Regions from separate parts of the Mus musculus genome. Here all the other regions are linked to region 2. Evidence: chromatin contacts called from public HiChIP or PLAC-seq data. All regions are on one chromosome and are shown on one strand. Each heading gives the region's core, a stretch centred on a gene start, on an enhancer-like site or on the middle of the called end of the contact. The rest is flanking DNA. Distances are from core to core; before and after follow the strand shown.

Region 1 (2,700 bases), core at 21-2,520, 220 kb before region 2:
TATGGCATGGAAGTTGGTTCGGGGCCATGGTGTGTGGGATTTCGGGGCCCTAGGAGTCATAGATTCACGTGGTCTTCTATACCTCTCGTCTGGCAGGAAAGGCCAGCATTCAGACCCTAAGGCTCCAGGGTTGTTTGATTCTATTGCTATCTTTCAGTTCCTGTGAGAGACTTTCCTTCTTATCTCACCTGACCTACTCATTGACCTACTCAGTCCCGGGGTCCTAAGGCATAGAGGCTGTGTGATTATATTGAACACCAGTCCGGCTCCTCATTGTAAAGGTGGAACTACTGAGCTCTGATTAGTGTTAATTCAGTTAATTACTGAAGTAAGTAACCTTTCAAGTTCCTTATATTGTACCATATAACACTCCCCAGTACACCAGTACAGGGTTAGAGCATGGAGAACAGAAATATTATATGTGTGTGTGTGTGTGTGTGTGTGTGTGTGTGTGTGTGTGCTGGTGATAGCACAGTCAGATCCACTGCATTTAATACATCAGATCCACTGCATTTAATACATCTGCAATTAGAGATTTTGAGCAAAAAAAAAAAATTATGAAAAATACAAGCAAGCAGGAAAAAAAACCCAAGTTAATCGAGTTGTAGTGTTAGAAAAAGTACTTCCCCCGTTGGATATATTGAATTCACTCAAATCTGCTATTGCAGAGCAGAGATAAAAATTAATAGCTTTGTTTCCTGTGATCTCTTTATCAGACGAAGTGCAGGACTAAGGCTCTCAGTTACTTTAATGGAAAAACTGAAGTTGTATTATCAGATGATAAGGCTGTGTCAGGTGTTATTTTATTCTCTTATCTTCCTTGTTCAAGGTGAGGTGCTGGAGTCCTGATGGATGAGCTGGCCTGCCAGCTGGCCTGCTGTGACCATGGATCTCAGAGCCTTGATCTCACTCTGCCTTTCAAGATAACTGTGGCAGGTGAGAGAGGCCTCCAGGCCAGTTGATTCTGATCTCAAACTAAAGCCTTGATGGCTGGGGTCCTTGTCACAGGACGGTGGACTTGAGGAGATCTGCTAACTCAGTCCAGTAAGCAAGGAACATCGGAGATCACCTGCTAATGCTGGCTGAATAAACTCTCCGGGAGGGGGTCATGAAGTGATGTGGCCCAGGGTAGCTGCACTGCAGGTGCTTTCTGGCCCCCTCCCGGAGAGTTTATTCAGTGAGCGTTAGCAGGTGATCTCAGATGTGCCTTGTGTTATGTTTGATCATGATGAGTCATGCCAGTCCCTGCTACCCTTGGGAAGCTCCCAGCCCAGAGGGCAGCAGACTTGATCACGAGGTAAGGAGGCTTATTCATATCCTCCTCTGGGCTTCCAGAGCACTTTGTACCTATCTGTACTTCAGCTGTTGTTGTTGTATGTGAGCAGTTATTTGTCTGCAAGACTGTATTTTCCCTATTTGAATACAAGCTCAACAGAAAAGGGTGAAGGCATACATGTGGTCTCATGCCCACTGTTTTAGCACCATGGATGAAGTAAAACCAGTATGTGTGAACTATTAGTGTGTATGACAGCTGTTGTGTTTATTTGTTATTTAATTACTGGTGTGTATTTTTTTTTTTACAGCGTCACCTTCAATCAGTTTTACTAATAGCAGAGGTTTCAAAAAGAAGTAGCTAAAAAAAAAAAAAAAAAAAAGAAGTAGCTTTACTGAATGCTGGGCATGAGGTCATAATTTCACAGCTCAGCCCCCTATTCACTCACAAAAAGGCCCTGGTGTCTCATCGTTCACTGGTGCTAGTGGTGGATCAGGGCTGACCATGGGCCAAGAGAATGTTGGCCACCAGTGAGGCAGAATAGGTTCTGATTGTTCTAGCTCTCCACTGAGATCAGGATTAGGGGCCAGGTTGTCCCCTGTCTAAAAGCCTCAGTTACTTTATCTGGGGGGCATTTTTATGAACAGGGACTCATAAAGCTCTGTCTATCATGCTTCTAAAGGCTGTTAAGGGAGTCTTATGAAAATGGATGTAGAAGGCTTCCGGGGAAGATAGTAGACTAGGCAGTGCCTCCATGTAACCTAGCGAGGAAAAACCAAAACATGAAAAAAATACACTATATTTCAAAAGGAGAAAGAGGAAGTGCTCCGGAAGAGTTCCAGAGTAGTGATGTGATACCCCAAGAGTGCAGAGCCAAAGAATGACCTCATCAGCCAACGCTCCATCCCTATGGCTCCTGAGAAGGGCTAGCACACTATCTACGTTAGTGGTTCCATTGTCTGACCTATGGTTCTTGGTGAGGTCAATGAACATTAATTAATTAAGTATATTCCTATTTCTTGTACCATTTGATTGTGATGCTATTCTAACAGTTTGCTTTCCTCACACTGACTGGTGCTGGAGAGTGAGCCCTCAAGAGTAGGTTCCTCAATAAGAAAATCTCCAAATCCAACTAGTTGAGATGTCCAACAAATGCAAAGATCACATCACAGAAGTACAAGAGTTAGCAAATGGCAAGGTGGCACTAATCCTCTACCAGGTCACAAGTCTTTTTTTTTTTTTTCACTTTTAAAATAGACTATTATAATCACTTTATTTTTGCATTGGGACTTTTTTGCTTCTGAGGTTTTTTTTTTAATATTTTTTATTACATATTTTCCTCAATTACATTTCCAATGCTATCCCAAAAGTCCCCCATACCCTCCCCCCCACTTCCCTACCCACCCATTCCCATTTTTTTGGCCCTG
Region 2 (2,700 bases), core at 180-2,679:
GTCAGAGAAAGCTTATTGGAAGAAATCATATCTGAGCTGAATGAGCAGGATCTGAGGCAGACTCTATTTTAGGGCAGTTGTGGGATTGGGGCAGAGCAGTCAAAGCCTTTCACCCAGTTTCTGTGGGAGAGTACTTGGGGCTTGCCTAAGTCTTTGAAGTTACAGATTCTCTTCTCTAGACGGAGAAATGGAGACAGGCAGAGTCATGGCACCAGGTCACAAGGAGGGGGTTCCACACATAAGTGTGACCTTAGGGACAAAATTGGCACAACCAAAGGCTGGCTAGTTTTTATTGTCCCCATAATTTTAAAATAACACTGTATATTTTGAAAGACTTAAGATTCACCGTGAAGCTCGGTGCTTTCCAGTGCACAGATCAAGCCACAGCGTTATTATCCTGGGGCATGGAGAGAAGACTACTTATCACTGGAGACAGAGGGCTCTGAACTCTAGCTGCTCCAGGTACAGAAAGTGGAATGGATAGACTCCTAGTCTCTTAGAAGTCATATCGTAAACATTGCCTGGGACTGTCTATAGACAGAGAAGAATGACTAATAAGGTCAACTTTCTGATCTAGTCATCATGGTAATAGACTGAGCCCTGCCCTGAGACTGACAGGAGGTCAAAATTAAAGTCTTAGCTTGTCCTACCAGGCTGTCAGTCATGGAGGGGAGGTTTCTCCAGTCTCACACAGGAAATAACATAATACATCCCTGAAATTTTGATCAAGACATAACAGTGAACGGCAGCCTTCAGTGCACTGTTTAATCAAATTCTCACCAGAAGCTACCTCACCATTAGAATAAATATAGATGGGAAAGTAGTGCTTCTTGGTTTCAAAGTAACCTTGAAAACTTTGAGTCTACTTAGTATCCTAGTGGAGGAATCTTGCCAAGGTCCCCTCCCTGACCCCTATAAGCTACTAACTCCTGGTAGGAGCTCAAGCTTCAAGATCACCTAGAGCTAAGAAGGTTCCCTGTGGGACAAGTTACAGGACCACATAGTTAAAGGGATTTTCCAATTGTCCGTCAGTCACACTTCTAAACCAGGGATCACAGAGTGCTCACATCCCAAGCAGGCAGAAGGGTAGCAAATAGGTTTCTTACAGTGCCCGTTTAACACATAGAGCAGTTTGTCCAAGTCTTCAGTTATTGAGTCAAGCCCTCTCTTGCTTCAGAAATTGCTTCCACCTGAGAGAAGAAACCAGGTATCTGAGGGTTTCGATAGTGCAGAGATGTGGGGTTATAAAAACAATTCAGAAAAAGATTGTACGTATTTGCAAAATAGATTTGCATGAAACCATTTTCAAGTTTGCACAATTGGCTGCAATACTTCTGTGGGAAAATTCCTAAAAGCCTTCGGGGCAGCTCGCTCTGCTCCTCACTGAAGTGGTTCTAGTGGCCCATGCTTATCTTCGAACTTAAGGAAATAAAGCAACATCATGAGCTAAGGCCCACATCAAAGAGCCATGTGTCAGCACTTCGGTGCCATGTGCTACCACAGTGCCATTTTCTAAGAGCTCTGGCTGGCCCCTCTGTTCTTGGAGGTAGGTGTGAAGTGGTCAGTCACTCCAGGGCAGAAGTTGGGATTCCTTGGTTCTCTCTCCAGATTGTGGTGAAGTCCTGAATACACTTTTTTCTTCCCACCTCAATTTCTCGGGAGAGGTCCTTTGCCATGTATGGAGCTTGTGGTCAAATGGAAATACTTGAAAGACGGCCAAGTGGAAAGAGGATTTTGGCCTACTTTGCATGGTCTCCGAGGACAGAACTGAGACCAATAAGATGGTCAGCGGTACCAAAGAGGACTCGGACTGTGGATAAGGTTGAACTGTGGAGAAAAGATGTCTTCTTAATTACTTAATGGTACTTCCCATGGGACAAGCCACCTAATTTAATTCTCTCAATAGTCCATAAAGTAAATATTATTAATTTTTTTTGTACCAGGAAACAGACCTGGAGAGGGCAAATAACTGGATTTGGGTTGCATCACTTCTGAGTGAGCCAAAACCAAGACTTCAGTCAAGCCAGTACTTAATCCCAATCATTTGTGTGCAACTGTCTCATAAAGTAAATAGTGAGCAACACTCCCTTGATTAAAGAAGAGGGAAAAAATACCCCAAAATCCACATTCTTTTTTAAGCAGTAAGTTACCAATGTGCTTTCTGAGTGATTAATGTGAGCTAGGTATGTGAGCCGAGAGGCTGAGGACTGGGTAGAGGACCAGCCTTCTTTGCAGTACAACAGACAGCAGAGACTTGTGGGGACAGTAATTCTCCAGGGAATTACCTACTGCACAGTAACCAGGTCCCAAATAGCTGATCAGCTAGCCAGCAAGAACACTGAGGCGTGTGCAATTAAGGATGCTATTAGCATGCTTTTGAAACATTTCTGATAAATAGAACTCACCCAGACAGAAATGGTTGTCTTCAGAGGCAGTAAGACTCTTGAGCGCTCATGACCTTGTGGAAGAATGGATGTTTTGATTTCAAACCACAGTGACAGGAGGCTCAGGGTGGCTGGGCAAACAAGGGCGGGCTTGGCCCAGAAGCACATGTCCGGGCTCCCAGGCTTTTGGGGGTTCTTCTCACTGGGCTTCCCAGCCTGCCCCTCCCCATGCTGGTGAGGGGCCTATTTTGCTCAGAACTGTGGCTCCATGAGGGATGGCTGAACTCATCTTTCATAGTCGCCCGTTTTTAATCCC
Region 3 (2,700 bases), core at 99-2,598, 140 kb before region 2:
CATACCACCCTTGCCTTTCCTTTTCCTGTCTTCTTTGCCAATTCTAAGTGTCCTTCCTATATTTTTGTGGTGGTTGTTTTCCATCTGCTGTTCTTGACTTATTTCATCTTTCATTATTTAAATTTAAGTAGGTGATAGCACTTCTCTAAGTTGACTCACGACTCCCACTCTGCTCTGCCTCCTTAACCTTCCCCCGTTCTCTCTCCATGCTGGTCATTCTTGATTTCTTGACATTTTTTTCTTTTTTTGGACATTCCAATGGGTACTGTCTCAGGCCACCTGCATAGTGTTTCTGGTGCTGACTCCCATTGCCCCACATGGCCACACGTCTTCTTTGACTTTCGGGAGCTTGCTTTAACAAACACGTTTTCAAAGGCACCGTCCCTCTACAGGCCGTGTAAAGATGCTGCACACTCCTCTTCTTCTCTCTGCTCTCTGCTGATCTACACACGTGTAACCCTGCAGCTTACTCTCCTCTTGTTCATTGTCTGCACGGTAGGAAACCAGAACATAAGCTTTATGGAGGGCAGGGCTATTTGTCTATTTAGGACAGAGTCTGGCATGATAAATGGAGTAAGAGAGCAGATATGATTCTTTCTAGTGATCGACAAAATATGTACGCGTACTATTTTACTACTAGAAATTAAGTTCATTAAATATTTTATCAGTTCAATCGCCATCACTAACTATACTTGCGATAAAGGTATTAAGTGTTTTATAGATAGCCTCACTGCTCTAGATTCTGTGTCCCCTGTACTGTGTTTGAGGCACCAGATCAGGTCTGGCTTCTTGTAAACAGCTGACAGGCCAGCATTTCTCCTCCGTGTCTCTACTAGTGAAGTAGCTTGCACGCTCCCTGTGGACCTTGTGGAATTATTGGGTTAATTCGATAGCACTTCAACATGGAGTCGACTCCAAGGCAAGTCACCCATGCGTGGTTCACTGTTGCACACCAGTAAAGGACTGGACGAGTGGCTTCCAATGATGATGGAAACATCTAATGGGATAAGAGAGGCAGGTGTTGTGTGCAACTTAGTCTTCACGGGGGGACTGAGCTAAGAAAAGGATCTTAGGCAATGTGAGTGCTATTTGCGAGCGTATCAGGAGGGAACGGGAGCAGAGGCCAGCTATGTCATGGAATATTCCTTGCTTTCTTCCATTCCCCTCAAGCTCCGTGCTGGTGCGTCTCTTGCTGTGTATTATTGACAGAGGAAATGCTGATTCATGGGTCTAAGTTACAGGAAACCTTGTTTCCTGGTGAAGAAACAAGCTTGGTGGAGCTGCCAGCACCCTCCCTGCCAGTTGCTGCCACATGTCCTGCTCTGGGCCTGCACCCAGGCCGTCTGAGGAGGGGCAGGCCCCCTCAAGCTTAGCCAGTGAGATCACTTTCCCTGGCCCAGCTCCTCACCATGCCTCTCTGGGCCTTTCTGCTCTGACCTTACAATACCTTTCCAGCCCATCTCCCTTGCTTCCTGCTTGCTCCACCAGCTGAAGCCACCAATGAGCATGCCCAGCTCTCCCTGGGCACCTTGTATTTCCCACTCTGTGCCATGGCTCCTCATGTTCCCTGCCTGAACTGGCCCCTGAGCCCGTGTTGGCCCACTGAAATCCTACCTCCCCTTGAGCTCTGCACAGCTGTTCTGCTATATGAGGCCCGCTCTGCTTCCTTCTATTTATTACTATTCCTTTTAGTAGGGGTGTTTCCAAATATGTGAGCATTTGCGTACACTTACCAGCTCCAGCAGCTACCTGATTCCTCCTAAGTAGCCCCAGTTACTTTGACGGAGATTTTTGAGCTCCCTTAGCCAACTCTTGTAGTCCTACTTAACTTATGTTTCTTGAGTTGCACACAGAAGAAGGTCAGTCAGTGGCTTTACTCACCATGAAGCCAAACAGACATGGATTGAGCCAGCCAGTATTACAAGACAGTCAGTGGCAAGCTAAGATCTTTTCTTTTTTTCCTGAGAGGCCTCATTGAAAATGGTCATGTAGTTACTGTATCTAAACACAACAGATGTTCAAGTTACATTATTATCACATGTGTATAAAATAAAAAAAATTAATCTGCTAGCCAGCTGATGAATACAGGGACTTCTTAAGCTCGGCACCGAGCAATCAGCACTGGGCAGCCCTTTCTGAGGTCTGCTGTGTTCTGTTATCTGATCTCCTCCTGCTGCAGGAGATGGCTGATTTAGATGAAGAGAAAGCCATCTGATAATAAAGGCCTGTGTGAGTTAACCAAAGTTTAAAACGGTAAGTGTTATAAAATCATGTCTCTTTGGCTGTTACATGGATTAGAAAGCAGACATTCAGTAATGGAGGAATTTAACTACTCTGAAGTTACCTCTAGTTAGACAGATAGGAAGAGAAATGAAGGAAGTTTAATATGTGCACTTGGACTTTGGAAGGCTGGGAGCAAAGGCATGAAGAGACCATTGGGAAGGTAAAGCAAGAAATAGAAAGCCAGTCCTGGAAGAATGGCACACTTTCATCTGGACCGGACACAGCTCACGCCTGGACTTTGGCCTATAGTAAGGAGTCACCTGAAAGTCCAGTCTAAGGTGCTTGGACATTCCTGTGTCACAGTAGGAGGAAGAGTCTGGTCATGAGCCAAGAGCTGAAGAGTGGAGAGGGGATAGGAAGGTAGTCACCTCAGTTCCTAGATCACACAGAGGGTCTGCCACCAGTAAAGCAAGAGAC

The links. HiChIP or PLAC-seq counts read pairs in DNA pulled down with a chosen protein or histone mark.
Region 1: a FOXA1 HiChIP or PLAC-seq map of pancreatic cancer cells shows a contact between it and region 2. The contact joins two enhancer-like sites. A contact is called at or near these places in 1 of 15 datasets of contacts at CTCF or cohesin (the NIH/3T3 cell line), 5 of 484 Hi-C or Micro-C datasets (bone marrow-derived macrophages, liver, nephron progenitors and 1 more) and 1 of 115 datasets of contacts at active chromatin or transcription factors (pancreatic cancer cells).
Region 3: a contact with region 2 is called in an HNF4G HiChIP or PLAC-seq map of pancreatic cancer cells. The contact joins two enhancer-like sites. A contact is called at or near these places in 6 of 484 Hi-C or Micro-C datasets (all in liver) and 3 of 115 datasets of contacts at active chromatin or transcription factors (liver and pancreatic cancer cells).

Annotation. Positions count from the first base shown.
Region 1 is chr16:24,312,286-24,314,985 of GRCm38.p6, reverse strand. No RefSeq gene overlaps it. Among named protein-coding and RNA genes, the nearest start is that of Gm38456, 17 kb to the right of the region's middle. Within about 2 kb of position 1,270, at least 54 of the 459 cell types and tissues checked have an H3K27ac peak or open chromatin away from gene starts, as enhancers often do. A contact at or near this core is called in pancreatic cancer cells, where this site is marked.
Region 2 is chr16:24,093,665-24,096,364 of GRCm38.p6, reverse strand. No RefSeq gene overlaps it. Among named protein-coding and RNA genes, the nearest start is that of Gm31583, 5.0 kb to the right of the region's middle. Within about 2 kb of position 1,429, at least 33 of the 459 cell types and tissues checked have an H3K27ac peak or open chromatin away from gene starts, as enhancers often do. A contact at or near this core is called in pancreatic cancer cells, where this site is marked.
Region 3 is chr16:24,237,044-24,239,743 of GRCm38.p6, reverse strand. All of the region lies in intron 1 of Gm31814 (a long non-coding RNA gene), which reads left to right. Among named protein-coding and RNA genes, the nearest start is that of Gm31814, 25 kb to the left of the region's middle. Within about 2 kb of position 1,348, at least 143 of the 459 cell types and tissues checked have an H3K27ac peak or open chromatin away from gene starts, as enhancers often do. A contact at or near this core is called in pancreatic cancer cells, where this site is marked.